2 separate regions of the Sus scrofa genome follow, and region 2 is linked to region 1. The links are chromatin contacts, called in public Hi-C maps. All regions are on one chromosome and are shown on one strand. The core of a region is the stretch at or near the end of the contact, and the rest is flanking DNA. Distances in the headings are between cores, read along the strand shown.

Region 1 (7,584 bases), core at 1,300-3,799:
TGCCATCAATGAGCAGCATGACCGGGGGCAGTAGTACAGCCAAGATCTGGGCAGCCAGGGTCACGTAGTAGCCTGACAGGAAGGCCAGCGCCAGGACGCCATACAGCACGAAGAAGAGCTGGATCATCAGCTCCCCTCCTGGGAGATGGTTCAGATACGCCAGCCGGTCCTCCTTGCTGTGCTGCAGGGAGTAGGCCTAGAGACACAGCGCCCTCTGAGGCTCTCCAACAGGCCAAGCAGCTTGTCCGGGGAAGGCCTCCCCGAGACACAAGCCAGCACCTACAGGGTGAGCTTCTAACTCCCTCCTCTGCCCAGGGGGCTTTCTGTGTCTCTCCCTCAGGCTAGGGAACACCATGAGGCTGGGGCCTCTGTGTCTCCCCACCCTGCGGGCTCGGAAAGGAAGAGGTTCCACAGTCAGACCAGGACTCTCACCTCTGAACACAGAACCCTGCACATGGGAGATGGTGCCCAGGAACTAAGATGAAGCCAAGTGACCCAGGGCCTGTCCACGTCCCCATCCACCCCGGCCTCCCCTAGCACCCAGGATATAACCGGTTCTGCCAGGCAGCCCCATCAGCTCCAAACCTCCCCTCTGTCCCCTCTCCCAATCCTCTGGGGGCTGAAACCGTGAGAGGAGCAGGCCATCTTGCTATCCTGGCTCTCAGGCTTAGGACTGAATGGTCGATCCACCCTCTCCTCTCCCGGGTGGCCATCATGTTGGAAGAAGGGACTCTGAGCCAGCCCTCAGTCTCTTGAAGGTCCCCCAAGGCTCAGAAGCTGGTCAGGGCAACTGCCAGGAGCCAGGTCATCAGGAACTGCATGCGAGGCCTCATCCTGCCCACCTCCCTGCATTCTGCCAGGCTCAGGCTCACAGCTCACTCCGTCAAGCATCTCCAGTCAACCGTTCCCCCAACCTACCACGCAGATGAGGTAGATGCCCAGGAAGACCTGGCCGGTGGACTGAAGGGAACGGCTGCGGGGTTTCCGACGGTACAGCTCCCCGGCGCCGCTGGCCAGCACAAGAAAGCCGCCGATGATGGCAACTGTGCGCGAGTACATGCGGACCTAGGCCGAGGCGAGGGGACCCCAGTCAGGAACTGAAGCCACCACAGGTCTGCTGGCTGCCCGCAGCGCAGAACTGCCTGCCCATCTCGAAGCATCCCACTCCACGTGATGAACCCTCTTAGCATTTCCAAGTGTGGTGGGCAGGTAGAGCAGAGATAGATAACTCTTTTTATCAGAAGTGAAAAGTGAGGCCCTGAAGGGTTAATAAAGTCGTCCAAGGTCCTACACAAAGTAAGCGGCAGAACCCAGATGCCAAGCATTGCCCCCCCTCCCCACCCCAGTTCTGCTCCCTTGAATCCCAGTGTTCTTTCTGGTGTACAGTATAGTCTGTTCCACAAAGTAACCACTGATCTCACTGTCCTGCAGCTATTCACACATCTGCCTCCCCTACTGGACTGACAGTCCATTCCTTGAGGGTAGTGCCTTAGTCCAGGCTTTTCTCCAAGCATGTAGTGCCTAGCACAGGTTCTGGCATTTACAGGCTTAAATGCTGCCCTAGGATTAATTAAATTTCATAAAATCAGATGGTCAGATCAGATATTTCAAAGGTCCTTTTTGTCCTATGAGTCTGAGATAACAGACTACATCCTAAACCAAGGATTTAAATGTAAATGTAATGCCAACTGTGGTGTAACTTTGGGAAAGTCTGTTTCCCACCTCTGGACCTCAGTTTCCACACTTTGAAAGGCAGGCTTGTGTGGTCTCTAAATCCTTCTGTTCTGCGATCTGTGATAATCTCTACAAGCCTGGGGTTCCGCCTTCTCAGGCTTCACCCAACTGTGCCGGGCACTGGCTCCTCGTCATCCCAGCGAGGTCCCATCTAGGGCCGAGGTGCTCACCTTCAGCCAGTCCCCGTAGTGGACGTAGCCCCCGATGTAGGCGGCGTAGGTGCTAACGGCCAGCTGGAGTGCGGCTCCCAGCGCGAACCAGCGCCGCTTCACTCCAAAGGACATGAAGCTAGCGCACAGCACGGCCGCCCCCATGTCGAAGTACAGGTAGGGCACTGGGATGTCGGGCTTCCTGTGAGCCGGGAGGTGGGAAGGAACAAGGACAGAATGAAGCAAAGAATGAAGCGGGAAGAGCCTCGGGACACCCTGAGCTCCCGCAAGCTCCACTGCTTCCCCAAACCAGAGCCCCCCTCATGGCTAGGACCCCGCACTACCCTCGCTACCCACCTTGCTCCAGACCAGAGTCCCTAACAAGTTTGAGGCCCCAAATCCCCCCCAGTACAAGCGTCCCAACTTTCTGGGCCCCGACTTCTTCCCCACCTCACCGCACCCCCGTTCCTGAGACGGGCCGGACAGCCCCCACCACGTTCAGCGACCGCGCGGAGCCGCTCACCGGCGCGCCTCGGCCCTCTCAGCGTACAGCATGAGCTGGCTGAAGCAGCCCCAGAAGGGGCAGCGTGTGAGCAACACGGAACCCAGCTGCATGATCAGCTGCAGCATCCACCGTCGCGAACCCATCTTCGACGCCATCTTGAAGAAGGGCAGTCCGCCGCGGCCTCACCCCGGCCAGGGAGGTGGGTGAGGGCAATGCAACGCGCAACTTCCGGGCCTCGCGAGGGTTTTTTTTCCCCTTCCGTCGGGAAACAAAGCTCTCTTTCTCTAGTTCTGGACCGAGGGAAGTGTTCTAGCTGCGGGGTTCAGCCTTAACTTCTGCCCACTGAGGCTTAAGGGCCCCTTCGTGTAGCTGTAAAATTGAAAATTAGAGTAGAAAAAGGAACAGTAAACGAACTAACTTTTGAATGCATCTAAACCTGGGCTCCAACCCTATCGCCTTACACTTCACAAGATATATCTGGGAAAGGGGGACAGTGCTGGTCCTAGCACATGGCGGGTTCAATAGTGTACACACACACACACAACCCCCACACCAGAGGAAACCCTCTGCTTCTGCTTAAGTTCAAAGTAGGAGGGTCTTCTAAGAGCCACTCCTGAGAAGTCTGGCCCTGGTCTGCACTTCTGCTGTCCCCTGAGAGAAGAGAGCGCGCTGATGTGGACATGAGACATCTCAATCAGTGTGTTTTTCTCCAGCTCGGTGCTCCCACTCTAGCCCAAACCACCACCTTTTGTCAGTTTAACTGCAGTAGGCTTCCACCGGTCTTCCCCACTTCTTTGTTTTCAGCTCCTCGGTGTTTTGCTTTTTCTTTTTTCCTCTTTCTAGGGCCACACCCAGCAGCATACGGAATTTCCTGGGCCAGGGGTGCTGCGCCCGCTTTTGCAGAAACACCAGGTCCTTAACCTACTAGGCCACAGGGGGAACGCCTCGGCTCGCCCATTTTATGTTCTCATAACCATCAGGCACCCTTCCTTTGATTCACTTGATATATTGGCAATTATATACTTGTGATTTTTTTGTTTGTTAATGACTAGATTAACACTAGATTGTGAGCTCCATGAGGGCAAGGATAACATCTCCTTTTTTTACTATTATATCCTCAGGGCCTAGGAAGATGCATTCATGAATTGTGTGCTGCATAGATAAATAAACACAAGGTGTTACCACTACGTTTTGTCTCAGTAATTATGTGTTGAATAAATAAGCAAAAGTTCTGGGCACTCTGGGATTGCCACCACAACGCTACCCCTACCTATCTTCCTCCACCCCCACCCTGCAACATATAAATTCATCTTCTAATACTGAAGTTAAGACTACAAGTACTTCCATTAGGCCTTTTAATTTGGGAAATCTGTTTCCATTTCCCTGGGGGTAGTGAAGGGAAGAGGGCTGGTGTCCAAATAACATTTCTGACAATGTGAATTTAAAATTCACCATCATGGGAGTTCCTGCTGTGGCACGGTGGGTTAAACTCAGGCATTGCCACAGCTGTGATGCAGGTCACAGCTTCGGCTTGGATTTGATCCCTGGCCCAAAGAACTTCCAAGGGTGCAGCCAAAAAAGAAAAAAAAAAAAAAATATATATATATATATATAATTTATATGTAACATATAAACTATTATATCATGAAACTATATTTATATTTGCTTGTGTTCTAATTATATGATCATATTATGATTTTATTGTATGTTATATTTATATTTATATTAATATAACATAAAATAAAGTTTCCAATCAGCCAGTGAAAGCTAGACAACAAAACACCTTTTCACATCTAGTTTTCTTACAGTCACTAGAATACGGGATTCCCTTGTGGCTCAGCAGGTTAAAGACCCAGTGTTGTCCTGCTGCAGTGACACAAGTTCGATCCCTGACTCAGAAACTTCCATTTGCCACAGGTACTACCGAAACAAAACAAAACAAACTCACTAGGATGCCTGGGTATATCAGAAAGAATGCTGAGAAAGAGATCTACCCATGCAGAAAGCTAGGGAATGAGAGTGTGTGATCGCTGGGATTGGGGTCGGGATAGGAGTGGGAAATCTCCAGGCACTGAGAATGAAAAGACTGGGTTAAAAGTCGTTTTGCCTACTTCCTCCCTCCACCCCCCCCCCCAGGGACAACCACATAAGACAAGTTTTTTCACCAAAATACAGGCACATAGTGCAGAATCAACTTTCCAGTTGGTTTTCTTTTTCTAATCTCCTCACCCATCCCCAATTCAAATGCAACAAGATACACAGCCCTCAAGAAGGAGCTAAGGTGCTGAGACCTGGGATAGTTTATGTCCACAAAATAGTTCCAGGAACAATACCCTTACCTCACCCCAGCCCCATCATAATTTTTCTGATCAAGTCCCCAGCAGCAGAGGCCAGGGACATATGAGAGGAGGGGGAAGGAGATTCAGATCAATGAAATCTTCCTTGTACCCATCCCACCCCAGCTCCCTCCAGTCTTCAGCCTCTGCCTCTTAGTGCTCTCTTCCCCACAGCAGTGTTGAAGACTAGGGGCCAGATCCCTCTTCTAGGGCCGGGAGAGATGACGGCATTGTGCTAGGTCAGAGGGATATAGGTGAGGGAGGGGTGGTGGGTCCTAAGCCCCAAGATGAACACAATCATCTCTCTCTCTCCTCCTGTCATTCCTCCCACCTGGTCTGGCAGACAACTGAGCCCCAAAGACACCGAAGGACCATCCCTCTTCCAGCTGCCTCTCTAGAGGGCTCCCCTGCTCCCCAGTTCCTCTGGGGCCCTGCTTGTACTTGCACTCAGCCATGTCCACGGCCACAGCCAGTGACCGGCATGATGCCTATGATACCCAGCAGAGTAGTAGCTGTCTTGACCAGGCTCAGCCAGGGCTCCACACTGCTCGGCACCACACCGCCAGCCGCCTGGGGCCAGTACCAGTCAAGTTGCCCGGGTTGGCCACACAAAAGTGCCACAGGTGGCCCAGCTTCCTGAAGGCCGGTGCTTCACAGTCATATACCCAGGGATTACTGGCCAGCAGCAGCTGCATGCCTGCTGTCCAGATGGTCACGACATCTTGAACTTGAGGTGCTACAGCCAGCTGCCTCTGATAGAGGAGGCCCTGCACTTGCAGGGCTGCAAAGCCCTTGGCCTGCAGCTTGCTGCTGATGATGTTCCCAGCCAGAGAGCACCTCCAGGTTGGCCTGGTGGCCAGGACTGCACCCCTGACTCACTGCAGCTGGTTCCCAGCCAGTTCTGCCAGCATAGGTGGAAGAGGCCCCAGACCCCAGCAGTGCCCAGCTCTGTCTGGTTATGTCACTCGGGTCCAGCTGCCTCAGGTTCCCGAGTCCCCACAGGCTGCAGGGATCCTGGATGGCAAGCAGGTTGTGAGAGATCCAGGCAGAGCAAAGGGTGACAGGAAAGTCTAGGCATAGGAAGGCAAGCTGGTGTGGCTGAGGTCCAGCTGCTCCGGAAACGCAGGCCCCCCAGGGCTCCACCAGCCAGATCCCATGGGACACTGTGAGAAAGCAGCGGCACCTGCAGTCCCCACAGGCCCTGGTAGGAACCACCTGTCACGTGGTTGAGACAACTGTGGCTCAGCTCCAAGCGCCAAACTGTCAGGGAGCCTAGGAGGGGGCTGAGCACGTGGAGGACCCCACAGTTTACACAGTGCCCAAGACTTGGCAGGTACATAGTGCTGGGCACACTGCCTCCAGACCCCCGAGCAAGGCTAAGGCCACCATTGTGGCCATGGTCACTGTGAGGAAGGAGTGGCCACATCTGCCCCATCCTCGCCCCATGGGCTGGAGTGAGGATGGCACCCGGGCAGTCACAGATGCCGAGTGAGACCTCGTGTCTCGCTCCTCCACCCAGAAGCCTGGGGATGCTAGGGGAGAAAAATAAAAGCAAACATTATTCAGGGGTCTCACCATCTGCTGGGTCCCCCAACATGGTATCAAGCTCACCTTCCCTCCATCACCCAAGATTTTACCTGCTACCTGGGCTTCTGGCAAAAGCCATTTCAGCCTTCAACCCCAGCATCCTGATCCCCGACCCCAGCCACCCCTCGTTCCATTATTCCTACTAGGAGGAAAGGCGATCAGGGAAGATGGCCTTTTTAACCCTCTAGACTTTTCACTTCCGTGCCACACCCCACCTCTCTTATCTCCCACAGGGCCCAGGAGAAAGCTGGCCTTCTCCTGCAAGGAGAGCTTCAACTAGATCCTGGCCTAAGGCCACGGAGGTCAGGGCGGTGAAACCCCTATGCATTCACCTATATTCCTGGCACTGCCTGCCGAGTGCAGTCATAGCCCAGGATGGCAGAGGAATCTCAGCTGTCTTGTTGGCCTCCTGTCCGGGTCCCACCCCCAAAAGCAGCAGCAATCAGCTCTGAGGGTGGAGAGGAGGGACAGGGTGAAGAAATCTCCAAGGCCTTTTGCCTTACATCCAGGGGAGCAGGCCCCTGCCCTACTTCTCTAAGAGCAGGTGTTCCCCCGCCACCTCTTTCTCCCTTCTGGAGCCCCAGCCCTGCTGTGTGCCTTCTCCTGCAAGGCGAGCAGCTTCAGGGCCCCTGGAGCCCCCCCCAGGAAGCAGCCAGGTATCTCCTTCACTTCTACTTCCTGCATAGAATCTGGACACAAAGGAAGGGAAAGCTCTCTTGTTCTCACTAGATCAAAGGGCAAAATACTCCCTCTGGCCTTCCAGGAGTGCCCAGGGTTTCCTTCTGAAACCGAGGGGTCTGGGGCGCGGTGTCCGTGCCCAGTGCTCCTGCCTTGCTCCAGGAAGCCAAACAAGTCACTTTCTTCCTAGGTTACCGAGTGTGCTCACAAGCCCCACCCCGCAAACTCTCAAGAGTAATAAAGGCCATTGGAAGAGATGATTACCAAGGGCCAGGAATCTCATTAAAAGCTTCCTTTAATCCTCAACTGACACACTCATCTCACAGAGGAGGGAACTGATGCTTGGCAAGGCTGGCTAAGTTGCCGAGTCATACTGCTAATTAGTGGCAGAGGTGAAATCAGACACATTTCAGGCGGGTCTGAATCCAGTCCATCTCCTAGCACTAATGCCCCAAAGGCTGGGCCACTGTCCCCTATTCCAGCCAAATATTCTTCTAAGGAAGTCAAGGTTACAGGTGAATAACACAGATGATGTCCAGAATGCTAAGAGCAGCTGAGCCATCACCAGCCTAGGATATTAATCTAATCCTGTGGT
Region 2 (7,584 bases), core at 1,678-4,177, 730 kb before region 1:
ATGGCAAACTCAGGATTTAGGGGATTTCCCCAGTGTCTCAGCAGGTTAAGGCTCCAGTGTTGTCTCTGCTGTGGCAGTTCACTGCGGGCAAAGCCAAAAAAAATTCATAGGATTTAGTTGCTGGCTTGATTTGAAGAGTTTTAGTATGAGAGAAGAGTTCAAGACAATAAGATTTCAGGGTTTGGTTTCTATTTTCCAAGAGAGAAACCAAAAGAGGCAGAAGCAGATCAGGAGGCTGAGAGAAGACAATGGAGGTGGAAGAGGCCAGGGTCGTGTGGCGGGGTGGGAAAAGCACCAGCTTGGGAATGGGGGGACCCTGCTCTGCGCCACCAACTCTGACTTTGCTGCTCTAGAACTGTCCTCTCATCTTTGAGAGGACAGAGAAGCTGATCTCTGAGGTCCTTTCCAACTCTGAAATATCTTCCAAATGAAAGCAGAAACCATTTTCACTGACTATAGGACTCTAAGTACATAGTTAGGGTGATAAACCATTGAAACAAGGTCCTGAGAGCTGCAGGGGTAACTGGTCCCTGGAGAGCCTCAAGAAGAGAAATGATGAAACCTTGATTGTTCCCACAACTTGCCCAAGACCAATCCTATAGATTTGTCAGTGTTCAGATGAGCATAAACTGTAAGATGGTTTCTCTTTCTTTTTAACTCGGAAGACACCTAAAAAACCATCTAGTAAACCAGCTATAATGGAAAAAAATAGAAATCATTAAAGAAAATAAGTTCAGGGAGTTCCCGTTGTGGCGCAGTGGTTAACGAATCGACTAGGAACCATGAGGTTGCGGGTTCGGTCCCTGCCCTTGCTCGGTGGGTTAAGGATCCGGCGTTGCCATGAGCTGTGGTGTAGGTTGCAGACGCGGCTCGGATTCCGAGTTGCTGTGGCTCTGGCGTAGGCTGGTGGCTACAGCTCCGATTAGACCCCTAGCCTGGGAACCTCCATATGCTGTGGGAGCGGCCCAAGAAATGGCAAAAAGACAAAAAAAAAAAAGTTCATAATAACATCTGAAAAAAAAAAAAAAAACATCTAATAGAGCACAGACCATGGCTGCCAAGTGGGAGGAGGGAGGGAGTGGGATAGATTGGGAGTTTGGAGTTAGTAGATGCAAACCATTACATTTAGAATTGATAAACAGCAAAGTCTTACTGTATAGAACAGGGAACTACATCCAATCTGGGATAGACCATAATGGAAAAGAATATAAAAGAATGTAGGGAGTTCCACTGTGGCTCAGTGGTAATGAACCCTACTAATATCCATGATGATGTGGGTTTGATCCCTGACCTCGATCAGTGGGTTAAGGATCCCGTGTTGCTGAGAGTTGCAGTATAGGTCTCAGACATGGCTCACATCTGGCATGGCTATGGCACAGGCCAGCAGCTGCATCTCTGATTCAACCTCTAGTCTGGGAACTTCTATGTGCCATAGGTTTGGCCCCTAAAAAGCAAAAATAAGAGAAATGTATACAGTTTTGATCCCTGGCCTAGGAACATATGCATGCCTCAGGTATGGCCAAAAAAAAAAAAAAGGAATGTGTATATGTACATATAATTTGCTGTACAGCAGAAATTGGCACAACATTGTAAATCAACCACACTTTAATTAAAAAAAAAAGAACCATCTAAGAACACTCTTCCAGGAGTTCCCTTGTGGTGCAATTGGTTAAAAGATCCTATGTCCTCACTGCAGCAGCTTGGGTCCCTGCTGCGGTGTGGGTTCAGTCCCTGGTCGGGGAACTTTCACATGCCAGCAGGTGCGGCCAAAAAATAAATAAAATTAGGTTTTTAAAAAATAAACACTTCCAATGAGTGATGGGAATACCTAAGATGCAGAGTTGTGAGAATTAAAAAGGCAGTTGACCTACCTAAAGTGCCTAGCATCTTGCTTGACACAGAGTAGGTGCTCAGTTTGGGGACGGGGTAAACAGCATGGGCTCGGGAAGACTGCTTGAGTCTGCGTCCCCAGCTTGATCACTTACTAACTGTGCATTTGGGGCAAGTTACTTAACCTCTCTAAGCCAAAGGATCTTCAACAGGAGAATGGAGATAACAGTGCTTCATCTCCTAGTGTTGTTATGAGGATCAAAAGAGATAACATATGTAAATAAGCTGGGTCTGACACAAGGTATACAGCTGCTGGCATCACCGTAAAGTCCTTCATCTCTCTCTCCTATTCTAGTCCGTTATGTCTCTGACATCAGTAGACTTTAAATGTTGAAGGCAAGTACTCTGATTCGATTGATTTTCGTCTCTCCCTCCTTAGCCTGACAGGGCACACAGTTGGCACTATGAATGTCCCATTTCGTTCCCGACTCTTCCAAGGCAAAAAGGTAAATTTCAAACTGCGCCTCCCCCACCTCCTAGCGCCACACAAAGGAACTACTGGCAGGGGGACGGTGGACAGCTGCCTTTCGGTAAAAGCCTTCCGAGGGAGGCACAGCTCCTTTGCCCTGTCTACTGCTGCAGCTGCTAATAAAGTTTGTTTTGAATAAATAGGCTGCCAAGCCTTCCTATTCCCTTAAGAGCTTCTTCCGCCCTCAACACGGATTCGGAGCGCTACGCATGGGGCGGGAGCGAAGCCTGAGGGGCGGGACAGGAAGTGAGATCACCCTCCGCGGGGTGAAAGGTTAGCGGAAGTACTCTTTCTTCCTTTCCGCTGTATCCCCGAGTGGTCGCTGCTGGTGAGTAGAGGTTTGGGTAGGGTTTCCCAATCCGCCGCCATCCGCGGCCTGGGGGTCGACTTGGGGGTTGGTGTCGACACTTTCTGTCCCTTGGGGTCTGGCGGCTTCGTTCCGGATCCTGTCCTGCGAGCACGACCCGCAAGCGGCCTGAGCTGAGGCGACAGTGAGCGCAGCCTGAAGTTCGGGCCCACCGCTTGAACTTGCGGATTCCTGAGCGACTCCTTCTCCTTCCTCTGCAGAAATGGGCAAGTTCATGAAACCCGGGAAGGTGGTGCTGGTCCTGGCTGGTCGCTACTCCGGACGCAAAGCGGTCATCGTAAAGGTACTAGCCTGTGCGCCCTCTTATCCCGGGGATCGGTGAGGGGAGGGTAGAGGGGCTGCAGCTTGGAATTTGAGGCTTAGTTTGGAGCCTTACCCACTGAGCATTGCGAGTTAAGGGATGGAGGTGAATACATGGGAGCTTTTGAGAGAGAAAGTTGCAAAGTAAAAAGTAGGAGTTGAATGGGGCAGCAACGCATCTTGTATCCAAAGGTTTTAAGTAGCAATAATGGCCAGCGTGTTAGGTGCTGCAGCTGGCAAGGAATTGTTTCATAGTCAAAATAGTCACTTAGCATCTTCCTGGTAGGAATGATTGATACCACCCTTATTGCTATTACTCTTTGGGTATATACTACTATAGCACTTAAATGTTAGCTTTGTATGGTTTTTATAATAGTGGGTCTTAGAGACTTATGGGGTGGGGTTATTCTTTATCCACGCCCTACATCTAGCTCAGGGTGTAAATAGCAATGACGAAGTAATTCTTTTTTTTTTTTTTTTTTAAGTAATTATAAATAACAAATGTACTCCTTGCTCAATCAGAACATTGATGATGGCACCTCAGACCGACCCTACAGCCATGCTCTGGTGGCTGGAATTGATCGCTATCCCCGCAAAGTGACAGCTGCCATGGGCAAGAAGAAAATTGCCAAGAGATCAAAGATTAAGTCTTTTGTGAAAGTTTATAATTATAATCACCTCATGCCCACAAGGTGAGCATTTCAAGAATGGGAATGAAAGTGACTTTTTCTACCTTTTCCCTTTCTCTGGCCGGCTGAGTAAGGAGACACCCTTATAGCCACTCCAGTGTAGGGAGGAGACATCATCTTCAATTTGTCCCCTTGGCTGTGGTTTCCAGTTGTCTAGAGACTTGCCTGACTTGGCCAAGCTGGATCGAAAAATCTCTTCCTGTCTTGATCTAAGTGTTGAGTAAAGATTCTTCCATTTCTTTCCAGCCACAGTAAACTCAGACATAGGATCTGAATTGCCCTCTTCCACGCAAGGATAGTAGTTATTAGAGGGTAGGTACTTGTGAAAAATCAAGAATGAAGTTTTTCAGTGGCTTGACTCGATGTAAATGAATTTATTAAAATTGGGTGTTTCCAAAGAACATCATCAGGACTTTAGCAGTTTTTTGTTTTGTTTTGTTTTTCCCTTTTTGGCCGCACGTGAGGCATGCCTAAGTTCTGGGCCAGGGATCAATCCCATACCACAGCAATGACCCAAGTGCTGCAGTGACAACACTAGATCCTTAACCCACTTAGCCACAAGAAAACTTGTTGGGGGTGGGGTGTTTTTTGTCTTTTTAGGGCCACACCCACGGCATGTGGAAGTTGCCAGGCTAAGGGTCTAATCGGAGCTATAGCTGCGGACCTAGCCAGAGCCACAACAATGCTGGACCTTTAACCCACCGAACGAGGCCAGGGATTGAACCACAACCTCGTGGTTCCTAGTCGGGTTTGTTAACCACCGAGCCACTATGGGAACTCCAGCAGTTTTTGATAATAGTTCCTGTGGAGTCAACCAGTGTCCCATGGTGGGGATAGTGAGAGCTTTGGCAGCATATGGGCTGCTCCTACCTCTGCCATTGTCCCCAGGTACTCCGTGGATATCCCCTTGGACAAAACTGTTGTCAATAAGGATGTCTTCAGAGACCCTGCACTCAAACGCAAGGCCCGACGAGAGGCCAAGGTCAAGTTCGAGGAGAGGTAAGTCGGCTTTGGTGGTGAATGATGGGATATAGTTTCACTGTTCTCCGTGAAGATAATTTTGTCTTAATGTCATTCCTCACCTCACTGGTGTCCCTTTTTCCCCCCTTCTAGATACAAGACCGGCAAGAACAAATGGTTCTTCCAGAAGCTGCGGTTTTAGGTCTGTCTTATTTCGGTCATTAAAATTAAAAAAAAGAAAATATCCCTGTGTCTGCCTGCTTCTTGTATTACTAGACTGGGAAAAAAACATTCATACAGTGAGAGACCTTGGGTGGTAGATCCAGGGATGTGGTAAAATACCAAAGCTAAATCTGCATTTGAGACCTAGACTACTACTTTCATCAGCCTCATAATGTTTTAATGGTCCAACTGCCCTAAGTGGATAAAATATACTGAACCTTTTGCCTGACATTTTTCCGTGTGGAATTGTTTTAAGCATCCCTGACTTGGGCCCTAGAGAACCTAAGACATTCTGAGCCCCTCCCTCTTCCCCCACCCTCATTTGGTGACAACCAAAAGCCCCTCTGAGTGTACTTCATCTACTTTGGATTGAGACTTATTAACTTGAAGTGATTTTTTTAAACCAGAGTGCCAGGTCTGATAAGTCAGAATTTCCAGCAACTTGGAAGTTCCTGTGTGGCAATGGGTTAAAGATGTGGCATTGCTACAGTTGTGACCAAAAAAGAATTTCTAGCAACTTGTCACATGGTGCTGGTGCTGCTTAGATGAGGACCATCCTGGAGATATCTAAATAGGGATGGACACCAGCAATGAAGCCCTGAGCCCTGGTGGGGCCGGGGGGAGCTCTCCTAAATGGTCTGGCTGACAGTGATTGGCGAGAAATGGTGTAATTCAAGGGACTTGGGCACTGGGTTGTCACCACTTGCAGAAACATTTTATTCATTGGCCATTTAACTGGCCAGGTTTTACTGCTGAAATAGGCTCCAGCTGAGCCAGTTTTAAATCACTAAATGGAATCAGGATTAAAGCTGGTCTATCTGCCAAACTCCATACTTGGCACACTTCCATCTAGGTTGGGGGCAAGTGGATTGAGAAAGGGGCTCAGTAAATTACTTTGTGGAAATCCTGGGCTAGAAGATAAATAGAAATCATGTGTCAATTGATTAGCCATTAGGTGTAGGATGTCCCTGTTAGGTAGCTTGCCTACTCAGAGTCACAAAACCCTCCTCGGACTGAAAATTCAAATTCTTTTCCACTCCACCTAAAAGCCCAAGATCAGGAGTTCCTGTCGTGGTGTAGTGAAAACGAATCCAATTAGGAACTATGAGGTTTCGAGTTCAATCCCTGGCCTCGCTCAGTGGGTTAAGGAACCGGTGTTGTCATGAGCTGTGGTGTAGGTCGCAGATGCGGCTTTGATCCCCAGTTGCTGTGGCTGTGGCCAGTGGCTACAGCTCCAATTAGACCCCTAGCCTGGGAGCCTCCATATGCTGCGGGAGCGGCCCTAGAAAAGGCAAAAAGACCGAAAAAAAAAAAAAAAAAAAGCAGACAGGAGTTCCCCTGGGGCTCAGCAGAAAGGAATCTGACTAGCATCCATGAGGAAGCAGATTTGATCCCTGACCTTGCTCAGTGGATTAAGGATCCAGCTGCAGTGAGCTGTGGTGTAAGTAATAGATGTGGTTCAAATCTGGTCTTGGTGTGGATGGGGTGTAGGCCAGCAGCTATATCTCAGTTTCGACCCCTAGCCTGGGAACCTCCATATGCCCCAGGAGATGGCCTTAAAAAGGGAAAAAAAAAAAAAGACAAAATTCTACCAAAAGGCTTGTGCAGCCTGTGCTGGGATTGCTAGGCTGGGAATGAATGGTTGATTGGGGCCAGCAATTTATAGTTGCTTGAGGAGTTCCCGGTGGCACATGGGTTAAGGATCCAGAGTCACTGCTGTGCCTTGGGTCACTGCTTGGGTGCGTGTTTGATTCCTGGCCCCTGAACTTCAGCATCCCTTGGGCAAGGCCAGAAATATAAATACATGTCGTTGCTGGTGAGGTAGCTTCCCCCGAGGCCTCATAGCTGGGGGAAGTTGAGTTCAAGACCAGGAAGCCTCCTGGGGGTGGAGTGCAGAAGGACGGGAACTTCACCAAAATGAAAGTGAAAGCAAAGAGACTGCATGAGATTCGTAGAAGTTTTATTTCAGGCTCTGACCTGGGAGGGTGCAAGCTCTGCCACTCTGTGCCCAGCTCTGAAAACTCTGTTCTTGCCAACCGGACCCCAGACTCATGTCGGTGAGGAGGAGGGTATGGGGGGCAGGGGGCAGGGGAGCAGAGGAGCACTTCTTGGCCGGGAACTTTCAGGTATCTCTGTGCCAAGCCTCTCCCTGCCCATCTCTTAGACCTGCTGAAGATCTAGAGAGAGACACAGCTGGGATTACCTCACTATGCCTCAAAGTCCCTTCTATAACGTGCGTCTCTGGAGCTCATGAATTCCTTGTGTGAATGTGTGTTTTTCTGGAGAGAATCCATGATTTTCATTAGATACTCCAAGGGTTCTGTGACCCCAAAAGTTTTAGAATGGATCTAATGATAATTCTAAAAGCTTAAGAATTGCTCACACTTTTATCTCCTGAGATCTTCTCCAACAAATTCCTCCTCTCCTTATATTTTCATTTTTGCTTAACCTTGGGCTCTCTTCACGGTGAGAGGGAGAAATGTTCCCTTTCTAAGAACTAATCTCCCCCCATCTGCTGTGGTCCCCCCTTTCCCAACCCGTGAACGCCCCTGCTCACGCTAGGCTAAGCCCTGTGAGGGCGGGTCCTCTGTCTCAGCCTGATCATCCTTGGTCCTCATTGCCTAGCACTGTGCCTGACACGCAGGAGGCACTCATTAAACAGCCGTTGAATGAATGAATCTCAACCT

What was found. A called contact is a pair of places that touch in the nucleus more often than the background predicts.
Region 2: a contact with region 1 is called in a Hi-C map of skeletal muscle, with 5 times the contacts expected there. The contact joins the promoter of RPL27 here to the promoter of TMEM101 in region 1. A contact is called at or near these places in 1 of 5 promoter capture datasets (liver) and 1 of 47 Hi-C or Micro-C datasets (skeletal muscle).

What each region holds. Positions count from the first base shown.
Region 1 is chr12:19,160,598-19,168,181 of Sscrofa11.1, reverse strand. It overlaps TMEM101 (transmembrane protein 101), which reads right to left and starts at 2,549. Exons shown (of 4, transcript NM_001244685.1): 1 at 2,407-2,549; 2 at 1,905-2,085; 3 at 919-1,065; 4 at 1-196. The coding sequence starts at 2,543.
Region 2 is chr12:19,889,545-19,897,128 of Sscrofa11.1, reverse strand. RPL27 (ribosomal protein L27) reads left to right here and starts at 2,927. Exons shown (of 4, transcript NM_001097479.1): 1 at 2,927-3,009; 2 at 3,549-3,718; 3 at 4,604-4,714; 4 at 4,829-4,919. The coding sequence starts at 2,929. The coding sequence ends at 4,877. It overlaps IFI35 (interferon-induced 35 kDa protein), which reads left to right and starts at 6,799. Exons shown (of 7, transcript XM_003358024.3): 1 at 6,799-6,954. The coding sequence starts at 6,949.